Regions from separate parts of the Bombyx mori genome. Here region 1 is linked to region 2. Evidence: chromatin contacts called from public Hi-C data. All regions are on one chromosome and are shown on one strand. The core of a region is the stretch at or near the end of the contact, and the rest is flanking DNA. Distances in the headings are between cores, read along the strand shown. Region 1 overlaps LOC101736508 (E3 ubiquitin-protein ligase goliath). Region 2 holds the start of LOC101745336 (zinc finger CCCH domain-containing protein 11A).

Region 1 (3,992 bases), core at 144-2,643, 150 kb before region 2:
AAAAAGGCATATGAGGTAAACCACTCACACAATTAAGCAACAGTGTTGAGTACGCGCACGCACACACGCCAGTCGCGGGCGCGTGGAGGGAGCGAGACGGCATGAGAGAGTGTCATGCCGCTTCCCTCACCGTTCGATATTGCTGTCGACAAGACGCGCTTCATATCGAAATTGCACACAAAAATGTATCGATATATAAAAATCGATAATAATTAAGCGCCAATTTAAGACTCATAGAAATAATACAGTTTAGTAGGTATTATTCGTAATATAATCACAATTGTTATTCGTATTTAAATGGAGGTCGGTTTTTAATATGCTACTTTCTACGTGTGACTTCTGTATTTCGTGTGTGACGGTATTGTTTTTTTTTGTATTCTCTATTCGCCGGTGGAGTTCAAAGACGCCGACACGCGTCACTAGCGATCGAGAGGATCTAACAAAACAATATTAACATTTAGTTTGTAATTGATTTTTTATTTTATTTAGTTCTTTAAGTTTTAAGGAGAGATCGAAGAAGAATGTGATGATGTTTAATTGTTCGAACGTTAAAAGCATTAAAGACTGCTGAATGCGGTACGAGAGGCCGTGTCCTTTGTTTTGTATGTGATAATTCTTTGGTAAAATTATGAAATTAAATATGTTTTTTTTTTATGTGTAGTAATTAATCTCTAAGTTTAATTCATAACGTTTTGAATGTATTGTATGATTTTCTTTGACGCAAGAGATTGTTAGTTCAACGTTTAAAAATCAATAATTGCTTACTCAAACTAAATTTTTCCACAGCAGAGTGTGTAGTAGTAGAAGTATGTAACTCTATTATTATTTTTATTATGTTTTACTAATTTTATAACATTCGTAACAAAAATTTAAGTACATTTAGAAAAGAAAAAGCGTTGTGTGAAATCGCCCACAAGTAAACGCTAGTTTTTTCGTCATCTAAAAATTTTGATACTTTACCTGGTAATGAATGGATAATAAAATTTTGAAGTGTAATGTATCTTTACGAGATATTAAATTTTTGTACCTAATTACGTTGTTTACTTTCTCAACATTCAACCTAAATGCCCCCTAGTATCGCCAGTAATAGAGCAGCAATGGATGTTGTTCATAAAGTTGGTTATTTACTAGGAAAAATTGGTAACTGCTATCAAATTTAAATTCTACTATAGTTAATGGGAGGAGATGCCCACTGAGTTTCTCCCCGGATCTTTTCAGTGGGTCGCGTTTCCGATCCGGTGGTAGATTCTGCGAAGCACTGCTCTTGCTAGGGCCAGGGTTAGCAACACTTCGGTTTGAGCCCCGCGAGCTCACCTACATGTTAGGGCGAAGCTGAAATAGCCTCTCAAGGCTATCAGCATTGGCGACCCTCAGACATGAAGAATGCGACTCAAGGAGGAGGACAGTTACACTACTCGATACGGGTATACCGGGCGTCTTTGCTAATAGTACTACCTACTACTATATCATTGGAATTAGGAAATGGTCATTGTCCATTGAAAGTCCCGTGAAACAATCGAAAATTTAAATGGAAGACTAAAATCATGTATCTAACAAATCGATTGATTGACTTGTAATAACTATTTAAGCGAAGCGACAAGATCGATTCTGCATAGAATTGCGTAATATCGGAGGAGTGTCCATGCCAAAACATAAGATCTATCTGTGTGATAGAGTCAAAGATATCATAAAGTGCAAGAGTTTGCTCATAAATATATTATTTATAGATTAAAACATAAAAGTAGCTTTAATTTATTTAAGTGATAAGTCTATCTGATGATTGATAATCTAATCTCAACAAAAAGGTAGTATAAACCACACGAACCTTGCAAAGTTATATTTATTTCCAAATTTACATAATTTATCATACTTGCGAAGATAGTATTTTTATATTATCCAGGGAATGGAAGCGTGTTGCCAATGACATGACTGTGTTGTCAAATGTCAGTATACCAATATCAATATACCATAAATAATTCGAAGGCAAAATTAAAATCTTTAATGAAAAATAACTAGTTCAATCAATTCAAAATGTTGAAGCTTTTTAAACCTTTTTTTTTAAGATAACTGAGATTACAGTTTCCATAAACAACAAGATTCAATGAAATACAAATTTCAATACTGTATTGGTTTATTACAACACCTATTTAACACGTTGACATTCGAATCAAAGGGAATGTGTTCACAAACTCGATCATTTTAAAAGTACATGCCAGTCTCCTCGTTATTTTATCAAGTACCTTAATGTTATCTGTGTACATAACTTAAATGCTTACTTAAATAATAAAACTTAAAATTAAAATAAAGTTTGAATAAAATCGCCTTTAAAACAATACAGTTGAATTTTGAAGTACACTTTTATTGTGTGTTGAAAAAATGTTGTGTTTTAATTATTATTTACTGTAATTAAAAGCGATAAATTTTCAGACTAGATTTTATTGCCTATTCAACTCGAGAGTCACGAAATAAGTGTTGAAAATACCATATGGTCCTCTGTATAAAATTTGGTTAACACGTGGCTTTTGTAATTTTGACCACATTTAATTACTTGCAAACATCAATAAAGTTAAATATTTTAATATTTTTTTGTCACAAATGTAATGAATGTAAGTGTAATGAATTATAAAATGTAATTGTTTTATAGTTCGTACTCACGAATTTTTATGGCGGGCAGTTAATTTTATTTACGACTTAACAATAAATTATATTTAAACCCTTGATAAATATTTGACATTGTTTTGACATTTTATTCAACAGCCGTTCATATAAGATTTGAATGTTTCCCAAAAATACATTATGACATTAAAAAAATATTTTATTACAAAATTACATTTGTGTAAAACACGGTTAACACGGAATATTAACAATAGCTATATTATGTATTATTTTAGTATTTTTATAAAATTTCATAAGCTACAAGATTAAGTTTTATCATAATATGTTATGGACGGATACATTAGACCAAATTACAGTATTTGAAATAACATCAGCTGTGATATCTTTACCATATCATAACTTTATATCAACGATAATGAATATCGCTACAGTGTTCTGTATTGAAAATAAATTTTCAAGTAAACAAAATGGATATTAAACTAATTATTTACACAATTTGAATTGACAAAACTGAAGTATTAGTATAGTTTTAATTTAAAAAAAAACCATTTTAATGAGATCATAAACCAATTTAAGTACTTCTTTCGCGAGAAGTTTAATGAGCACATTGTAGTATTGTAAGTACAAAGTGGAAATTGTTTCCTCAATATGAAAACTTCTTTGGCCAATTTGAAGGCAAATGCACGGTTTCGAAAAGATTCAATTTCATTTGAAACAGATTTTGCTATTAATTATGCTATCTTCTTCTTCTCAGTCGGCCACTCTTGTCAGAGTGGTGGTCGTGGTTGCGCTGATGCTGTATGTACAGGAGGACCTGTTAGGACGCCCATACTCCCGACCACCGCCCTCCAGACAATGCGCTTCCAGGTCTGGCGGTTCGAAGCGTTTCGACTACATTCGACCATATAGTCGCATTTTTAATTAGACGAAGCCACCTGACAGTAGCTAATGTCACTTTGTAAAATAATGTTGCCATATTTAAAGTAATATGAACGGCTGTCTGGTGTAGTGGTAAGTGACATGGTCACTACACAAGGGGGTCGCGGGTTCGAATCCCGCCAAGGGAAGATATTTGTATGAGAAATATAAACGTCTTTCCAGGGTTATGGGTGTATATTAAATATATGTATGTGTATAATAAAAATATTATATTTATTTCCGTTATCTGGTACTTGTAACAAGTTCTTTACGAACTTAGCACGGGATTAGTTAACGTGGCGTGATTGTTAGTAAATATTTATATTTATTTAAAAAAGAAAAAAAAAAAAGTGATACGTTCAGTTCTCGTTAAATCAGATGAATAAACAATGAGTGTGAATAGTTAATCATTTCAAACTATAAAAGAATATTATTTCTATTTTAAAATAAAATTGTAT
Region 2 (3,675 bases), core at 132-2,631:
AAATCGAAAACATTAACTGATTGGAATCATATCGATTTTGGAAAAGTGACAGTTTTTTTTAAAAATCGATTTGGGATTACAGGTTGTGTCTATCTGCTACACAGATGTCTACTGCTGGATATAGCCCCACCCAAGCCTTGCCACAACACACGGTTCTGCGCTGCCTACATCCAATGGTTTCCTACGAACCCCAATAGGTCTTCGATCCACTTTGTGGGAAGCCTATCTACGCTATGTCTTCCGGTACGCGATCGCCACTCGAGAACTTTTTGGTCTCAGTGGTCATCTGTTCTAAGAGCAGTGTGTCCTGTTCTCTGCCAAAAATCAGTCTCGACTCACCGCAGATTCCAAGCAGCACTAGCACTTGCAAGCTAATCTCAGCACGGACAACGCTAACATAATGGGACGACTTCCGGTCTTGGAGGGGAGTGATATGGTGGCAGCCATCACAGAACAGAAGATATTTGACAGATGCCTGAACCTCGCTTACGACATTTTCAAAATAAGCTTGCATACATACAAGCTTTGAATAAGAACATTCGGACCGGTGGTCTGCCGATCGATATCACCCGCTCGGTGGAAGATCTTCCCTATGTCGTATGTCGACAAATACCTCCCCTTGTCCTCCTCCGTGAGTGTTGTACAGGTGTACAAGTACTTACACACGACGAAACGCAGTTTCACATCGTATGACGTCTATCTTGTCTCTCCTGACGTTTTACCAGCCAGTATTACAGTAAATTAGTTTTTATTTATTTTTATTGCCTGCATAGACAGACGAGCATACGGTCCACCTTATGGTGAATAGTTACCATCGCGGACTTCAGCAATGCCAGGGGCAGAGACAAGCCGCTGCCTACCGTTATATAAGTGCGTGTTGTATTTATATTCCTTCACTCGCCAGGTTAATGTAGTCCCCTAGGCCCCTTCCCCTAAGTCACTAGAATAGTTTACAAAAAAATCCTTCAGCGAGCTTCGTGAAATTGACTTAACAAATACAAAAATAAAACCTCGCCATTGTTCTTCTTCCGTCCAAACTGCATATGGCTGAAGGCTAGTACAATCAGCCGTTTCATGAGAATGGGCAACAGCGTTCTCCGAGTATCATAGCACCACACTGCAATAGTCAATCCGCCACATGCCAAGCGTGGCGATTAGGGCAGCTTAAAGCATGTCTGACATAATTTTTGAGTGCCGTAATTAAATTTTAATAGTTAGCCGTATCTGGTTTCTTGCCAAAGATCGAAGCTTTGAAAATTAATTTCTTTCGTCAATAATCAATATTATGATGGTTAAAATTGTACTTTCAATCGATTTATCCACTTATTTTCTAAAAGTCAATTAAGAATCGATTTACAGATTCAAATCGATTTTTGTCTAAATCGAATCAAGATCGTAAGCTCTACATCCGCCATAACTACCAACTACCACATCTTCCATCTCGTTGTGACGTTTGAATATAATTTTGTGTTTCAAAAATTGTTATTTTCTATAAACTACTTTCACGAACTAAAGGTTAATTAGTGTTTTAAAATTTGCTCGGTGAGTATTCAAATCATTTTAGGGTTCCGAGATAAGTTTGGTAATTTGCAATTTAACCGCGCTGATCGTTTAGACGTGCTGTCAGAACGAAAAATTTCGATTTTCGGATAAATTTATAGTGTTTCATATGTTTACGTAAATAACCTTAAAATATAAAAGACCGTTTTTGTGTTAAAAATAATCGTGAAATCATTATGTTGTTTCGGTACTCATAAAGTGTTGTCATTGACAGAGTCCGGATAGCGAAAAATACCATGGAGTCTCCACGTAAATTCAACGATTGTTACTTTTATTACTATTCCACATGTACAAAGGTAAGCGTTATTGTTTAATTACTCACTACTATTTCTTGTAGTACTAGTGTTATTTCGTGTTAATTTTTGTCTACCTATTTGAACACATGTTATTTAAAATTTAGTCCAACACTTAACTATCGGAAAATATTTAATGCACTTCAATTCTGGTAAATAATATTATTCCATTTGTAAAGTGAATGTACAGTAGCTCTTATTTTAAAAGAGATTAATTTATTTATCTGGAAGTAAACCTATTTACTAATGACTAAAACCACATTACCAATTGATTTGACATGTACAAAAATTTGAGTCTCTAATTTTTTTGTTTCCAGGGAGATAATTGTGTGTTTCGCCATGAGCCGTCAGCCTTAGGCTGTGAAACAATGTGCACAGCCTGGCAACAGGGGAAATGTACTGATAAACGCTGTAAACTACGTCACATGGAGCTTAGGGTATGTGTCTATAATGCTTCTTTTTAATTTAAATAATCTAAAAATAAAACAGGAGTAAAGGAAAAGGAGATTAAAATGAATAGTTATGATTTAAAATTATGATTAAAGCTATGTAGATTGGATGCATACAAAAGAAAATTCTACTTTAGTATAAATTAATATTAAGCTTATTGATTTACAGAAAAATCGTAAACAAATTCCATGCTACTGGGAGAACCAACCTGGTGGCTGCCGCAAGATTCACTGCCCATTCATGCATAAGAACCCCGAGGCACGTACTGATGGAATTGCTCCAAGTCAGCCTGCCCCACCTGTTCATGTAAGCAACTTTATTGAACTTAAACAAGCGCAGACATTTTGTCTGTTTAATAGTTTTTGTATTGCAATATGTTTAGCAAGTTTTAAAAGTAATTGAAACAATGATTTCAATTTTAAAGCAAAAAGTAGGTGTCAATTTTACCTTAAATCATAGAAAGTATTGAAACAATTAAAAAAAATGGAGTGATGCAGTTCTCTTTTAAATATAATTACACTTTTAAATATAATTATAAATTGTGATAAAAATCATTGTAATTTAAATTGATTTTTATTTATTAGATTTAAACTTCAAATGAAGAATTTTGTTTCTCATTTCTCTTGACAACACTTAACTTTAAAAACAGGAAATATCCCTTTTTTTCTTGCACTGTACATGTTTCAATCCATTACTGACGTAACAATCCCACTAACCTTAACAATTCCATAATAATAGTTTAGCACTCATCTTTTGCTTTAATAACTGTAGTACTGCTTACTCATAGACATATTGCTGACTACCTTGAGAAAAGAGGTTCAACATGTAAAATGGGTATTCCATTTTTCAAATTGGCACATTGTAATATTTCATGGTAGAAACAGTTATACCTCTTAACATCGTTCATATGGTAAGGGCTTCACATGTCTGTTGATTTTGGATAGGCCAAAGTCACAAAGAATATATAATGCACTCATTCATGCAAAAGATTATTGGTATATAAGTGTTAAAAGTTTTTTATGGCACACATGTGTTCAGGCTTGCCTAAACGAGAGTGTGGTGGAGCAGCCACCGATGGGAGCCATCCCGCCCCCTGCTGTGCCCGCCCCGGTGCCGCTTCTGTGGCAGCAACAAAGACAAGGTATATACATGTTGATTGCATTAGTAAAATTGTAACTATGATATACTAGCGACCCGCCCTCGCTTCGCTTCGGAAACATTAAATTTTATTACTCATAGCTGAGTACCGCGATGTTACCCGCGGTACGCAATGACGCCGCGGGGCGAAGCTAGTCTAAAAAAAGTAGCCTAACTTACTTCTTATACCATCAGCTACCTATCATGAAATTCTAGTAAAAATCGGTCCAGCCGT

What was found. Hi-C and Micro-C count contacts between places; a contact is called where the count stands out from the background.
Region 1: a Hi-C map of posterior silk gland shows a contact between it and region 2, with 2.6 times the contacts expected there. The contact joins the enhancer-like site here to the promoter of LOC101745336 in region 2. A contact is called at or near these places in 2 of 7 Hi-C or Micro-C datasets (midgut and posterior silk gland).

The regions. Positions count from the first base shown.
Region 1 is chr14:4,770,367-4,774,358 of ASM3026992v2, reverse strand. It overlaps LOC101736508 (E3 ubiquitin-protein ligase goliath), which reads right to left. Exons shown (of 12, transcript XM_062672019.1): 12 at 2,114-3,992. LOC101736749 (histone acetyltransferase KAT2A) reads left to right here. Exons shown (of 20, transcript XM_004922572.5): 20 at 1-1,031. Among protein-coding and RNA genes, the nearest start is that of LOC101736749, 22 kb to the left of the region's middle. Within about 2 kb of position 1,393, at least 1 of the 8 cell types and tissues checked has open chromatin away from gene starts, as enhancers often do.
Region 2 is chr14:4,624,228-4,627,902 of ASM3026992v2, reverse strand. It overlaps LOC101745336 (zinc finger CCCH domain-containing protein 11A), which reads left to right and starts at 1,381. Exons shown (of 7, transcript XM_004927248.5): 1 at 1,381-1,542; 2 at 1,775-1,856; 3 at 2,171-2,290; 4 at 2,472-2,609; 5 at 3,342-3,444. The coding sequence starts at 1,797.